2 separate regions of the Arabidopsis thaliana genome follow, and region 1 is linked to region 2. The links are chromatin contacts, called in public capture Hi-C maps. All regions are on one chromosome and are shown on one strand. The core of a region is the stretch at or near the end of the contact, and the rest is flanking DNA. Distances in the headings are between cores, read along the strand shown.

Region 1 (2,792 bases), core at 222-2,721, 120 kb after region 2:
TATAGAACAAGCAAAGAGACGTAAAGCCCAAACAAGACTCAAATCAACAAACTATATTCTTCTTAAGGAAACTGTGGCAGGTTGGTAAAAATAATCGGCACCCAAGCAAATTTTGCGGCTAAAACAGTACTAAATGAAAACTATAGATTGTGAAGGATTGTCTTACCGCTTCATTATCTCCTTGAGCAATATTCTCAATCAGCATTATAGGCTTAATACATGTGCCACAAAGACCCATGTTACCTCTCACAATCACATAGTCAGCATCTTTAATGCACCGCTTACAAACAGAAAAAGTGCATGTATAACACATGTAACTGGAAGCTTTTTGGCATGTACCACATATGTGCCACCCTGAAATGAATGAACGAAACATCAGATTTCGAAGGATGTTCACGTCATCATGTAAGAGATGTGAAATAACGACATGTCAGAACAATCAGCCTCTAGATTGCTGACAGCAACATAGTAACATCTATGATGGACTATACGACATACCACAATTCCATTTGGCCGTTGTTCGAAAGAATGCCTCATCTCTCTTAATACAAGCTGGATGGTATGCCTTGGGGCAATTCCTGAATGGACAAACAAAGCCATCAAAAACTTATCAATAACTCGAACCTCGATTCTTAAACCTCCATAGATAGCTATTTTTAACATTACCCTCTTGCTTGTTTAGAAATTGAGTAGCTCTAACCTATGAGCATTAACCAACGCATAATCGATACTTAGAATCTCGATAATGAGATACAGAACATAATAGAATATCCAAAAAAAAACTACGAAATTAAGCTCTTCTTCGTTGTGAACCAACTAAAACATATGGCAAGGCTCTAATCTCCCACTAGAGCATACTATCTAACAGAATTATTATCACTATAAGCTAACAATCACTTACCGGCGATCACAGAGAACAAGGTCTCCACCGTCGAAGCAAATAAAGCAAACATCTTCTTCCTTGTCTTCCTTCTTCGGCGGCGGTGGGGGTGGACGAATATGCAACGGCGTATTAGCCTGTGCCCTTGGAGGCCTCCCCCGTTTTCGTTTTATTGGGGCAGCTTCATCAATAACTTTAACCTCTTGCTCATTGGACATAGGCACAGCAACCGCCCCAGCAACCGTGGAGGCAGGTACAGAGAGAGCAGGAACTTGGTTAACACCGATCTCTTCACATTGATCAACTCTCATAAGATCGATTCCTCTGACGGAACTCTCTTCGCGACCAGCCAAAGAAGCCAACTCCGGCACGCCTTGCTGGAGTTGCTTCTGTTGATTCTCCATGATTAGTGAAGAATTTGAAAAAATTGTGAGCAGTACTTGCAGATCAACTAGTGAAATAGAAACCCTAATCTGAGGTTCTTTGGGGATTTTGGCGATGATGAATGATGATGATGATGGAGAGAAGTATGGGTGATGTGTTTAGAAAACGAAGACTAGTGGGAAGAAAAAATCATATGGACTTTTTTTTTCTTCTTCTATTCTTTTCCACTTCTTTAGTTCTTACTTTGTTATGACCAAATGTATAACAAAAATGTTGTCACTTCTTTCTGCTTATAGAATTTTTATTATTTCAAAAATACTAGTACCAATTTCTACAGATTCCAAAAATACTATAATTTCTAGATTTCAAATTCATTTCTAAAATCTTATGTTAGATTTCCTAGCTTGGTTAAACCTTCAAATATTTATCCAAAAATAACATTTGAGTTAAGTAGATATGGAATTCCAGCTTATTAGGTAGATAGTTATTTTCTTAAAAAAACATAGGTAGACATCTATTTGTGGTGTCCAATTTAGCAAAATATATGGAGCATTTTATTTTATTATTTAAGAAAATATGATATTATGTAATATACAATGTTCATATACAATAACGTAAAATTTATCAACATCATTTAAAAATCTTACCTACGTAAAATTCCTTGGCCAAAAAATATTATATAGTATTAAAAATTCCTTGGCATATTCTTGAATGTTTTGTAAGAAAAACATGACAAGAAAAAATGTAAATTTGGTTACATTCCACGTAAAACTTCTACCTACGTAAAGTTACTTCACAAAAACTAAAAATAGAAAAGTTATTTGTATTCACTATGAATATTCTTAAATACCAACACACAACAAAGAAATCATATTCTTGTATGTTTTAATAAGAAAACTGTGATGCGAAAACAATGTAAATTTTGTTAACAGTCCACCTAAAAACCCTATATTTGTAAAGTTGCTTAGCAAAAAAAATAAAAATAAATAATAAAATAGAAAGTTATTTGCAAATAACCTTCTACAATTTGGGTAGTTACTATGATTTTTTTGTTTTTTTCAACTTGGTAGTTACTATGAATATTCTTACATATTAACAAACAACAAACAAACAAAAAAAAAAAAAAAAAAAAGAATCCAACCAAGAAATCAAGTGTGGAGGATAATAGAATTTTTTTTTGACTCAATATGTTCTAAGTTTTCACATCATTTTACGCATTTCACACAATTAGTATCCCAAGGTTGAAGAAACAAGTACCTTAAAACATCTATTTACTAAAATAAAAACATAAAATTGTAACCCAAAGGAGTGTAATCTCATAGAAATTTCATGATTTGGTCATCTATGCTTGAATAACTTCATTCGCGACACTCACATGGTATTGTAGGTAGGCTTTGTACCTTTGTTGGGCATTGTTCACGTGCATGTTAGACTTCACTTTTGTTATAAAGTTTTGAACTTTGATCTTTTTGTTTATAGTAATATATTATCCTTTTACTATTTCTAATAAAAGTATACATCGGTGATA
Region 2 (2,801 bases), core at 174-2,673:
TTGTTTTTGGTGAGTACATTATATTTTGTATTTGATATAAAATATAATTAGGGTAGTCCAATGCGTTTTTCTTAACAAGTCTAAACACATTTGTTTTTTTGTTTTTCCTGGCTTACAAGTTAGGTATACTCTCTTTTCATTACCTATAATAACAAAGACATCATATAAAGCAAATGGTTAAATTTGTTTGTGGTGTAACTTATGAGGGGGAAAAAACCAATAGTGATTAGGAAGACAGCTTGTTTCGTGTGGCTCTGCGAGGATGATCTAGTTGTATATTAAGATATCAGAAGTTATAAACAAAACAAAGATAATGAAAGACATGAATGCATCAAATTAACGGTATATATAGTGTTGGAATCAAATTAGTGGTGAATTATCGGGTTTGCATCAAACTAATTTGGTTATTCTTGAGATTAGGAATGTGTGTTCACCTAAAAGCTAGTAATTGATTACTAAAATGTAATGCATGCAACAAGAAGAGTCAATCGAATTTTATAGAGATAAGTCATATAAAATGATTAATTATCGCTAGAGGAAGCTGCGATGAAATTTCTTACAGCTTTTGTCTTTTACCCATCTAATCATTTAATCTCTGAGCCTACGCCATCACACATATCTAAAAGCACCTTCTTCGAAATTCCCTTGGAGGACAAAACATGGACCTCTTTTTTGTTCACTTGGATTTTCTCGGAAAATGACTTGCATGTCTTCTTACTATATTTTATGTATCCCTTCATTCTATACTTTTTCGAAATTCTAATTTAACTCTACATATAATCCCACTCCCACCAGCTAAAGTTTAGACATGACAAGTATTTTATCAAATGCTCCTTCAATTCAAACTACTGAATATTGTTTGGATAAGTACTTTTTGGAGACGTAAGCTATATTTTCCAATCCGAAATGAATGAACCAAATGTCCATAGTTCTGTTTTTTTTTCCTCCTAAAGTGAATATATTAAGAGACACTAAATTCTAGAAAATATGTTTAAAATATAATAATCAGTAATTGTCCAAAAAAATGTGAATACTTAAATCAAAATCAGGATACGATTGTCACAAGAAACAAACTTTCCTAGATAATGTATATTTTATATTATTATCATATTATGTATGCACTTAAGACATCTCCATCCATGAGAAACCTACAAAGTTTTTCAAACAAAAAAAATATTAATATTATATTATAATTTGATTATTTTTATTAAAAAAGTATTTTTGTTAAAAAATTAAACCAATAGTAAGATGAGAATTGTCATGATGGGTTGTACAAAGTATCTCAGAGTATCTCAGAGTTTCTCACTTGAGAAACTTTCTACACTCTCTCTCCTTCATTTTTATTATTTTTATTTTTTTAATTGTGAGAAATTCTTATGAGATACCCACAATAGAGATGGTCTTATAAATTTATCAACATGGTGAATCTCTCATGTTATATATAGAGGTGATTTAAAGGCTAAATAGAATAACACACTACAGCATATAAACTCAATGATATGGCAACTCAAAAAGAGAAACCTTCCTCCAATTCTTTCAAATGGTTTTCCACCAAAACCTTAAAGTTAAACCTTAGTTTCCAAAACCGACGAAGATCACCAAAATCAAACTCTTCGTCAACCTTAAACTCTCCAAGAAGCAACAGTGATGACAACAACAACATAAAGAGTCACCAGGCCTCCAAAGAAGAGCTCCGTCAAGTCTTCAGCCATTTCGACAGCGACGGCGACGGTAAGATCTCAGCCTTTGAGCTCAGACATTACTTCGGCTCTGTCGGTGAGTATATATCTCACGAGGCAGCTCAAGAGGCGATAAACGAAGTTGACACTGACGCAGACGGGTCTCTAGGGTTTGAGGACTTTGTTGGATTGATGACAAGAAGAGATCTTTACGGTGACGGTGAAGTTGATGGCGATGGAGAGTTGAAGACAGCGTTTGAGATGTTCGAGGTGGAAAAAGGATCAGGCTGCATAACACCAAAGGGTTTGCAAAAGATGCTTGTGAAGTTAGGGGAATCAAGAACGTACGGAGAGTGTGAAGCCATGATAAAGTTTTACGATATAGATGGTAATGGAATTCTTGATTTTCATGAGTTTCGTCAAATGATGACGGTTTAGTGTAATTAAATATTTCTTTTACGTAATTACCCTACTATATGCTCGAAAAATGTTTATGGAGTAGTGTGTGTGAGTTTGAATATAGGGATTATGTTAGAAGTGCTATTATTGAATTGTGGTGAAATTTTAGTAGTGTTGGAATGAATTTATGAATGAAGAATTCATATTTAAGCTTGATTTATGTTAATGACCAAAAAAAATAAAGTGGGAATTATTCTATGTGTATTTACAGTATTGTAGGCATCTATTTATGAGATATGCCCACTAATAATTTAATAGAAATGATGCAAAGACAGACCATTAATTGAAAGTTGGAGTATTTATTCTGTCTTTGGCTCTGCTGAACATTTGCCATTTATTCTTCATTCTTCGTCGTTATTTTTTTTGGGTTTGAAATGCATTGGTATATTATACGAGTTATAGTACAATTCTCTCCGATGCTGTAATTTGCCTTTTAATGATTAAAAAAAGAATATATATATATATACCAAAAAAGTTGGGAAAACTATTGAATTGGGCTTCAGACGTATGTTGGGTCATTAGGCCCATCATAGATCCCTTTTTCAATAAGTTTCTATTTAACCACTTTTATATTAAACAAATTCATTCAAAAATTCAGGTTAAGAATTTAATTTTTATTAAGGGTTTGAGCTTAAGATTTTCCAGTTTATTAGATTTTATGAT

Evidence for each region. Capture Hi-C pulls out chosen DNA fragments and counts their contacts.
Region 1: a contact with region 2 is called in a capture Hi-C map of seedling, with 1.7 times the contacts expected there. The contact joins the promoter of AT3G51120 here to the promoter of CML41 in region 2. A contact is called at or near these places in 1 of 26 Hi-C or Micro-C datasets (rosette leaf) and 1 of 3 other capture datasets (seedling).

Annotation. Positions count from the first base shown.
Region 1 is chr3:18,990,603-18,993,394 of TAIR10.1, forward strand. AT3G51120 (zinc finger CCCH domain-containing protein 44) reads right to left here and starts at 1,472. Exons shown (of 11, transcript NM_001339490.1): 1 at 902-1,472; 2 at 499-578; 3 at 167-354. The coding sequence starts at 1,284.
Region 2 is chr3:18,872,488-18,875,288 of TAIR10.1, forward strand. CML41 (calmodulin-like 41) reads left to right here and starts at 1,424. Exons shown (of 1, transcript NM_114937.3): 1 at 1,424-2,349. The coding sequence starts at 1,500. The coding sequence ends at 2,117.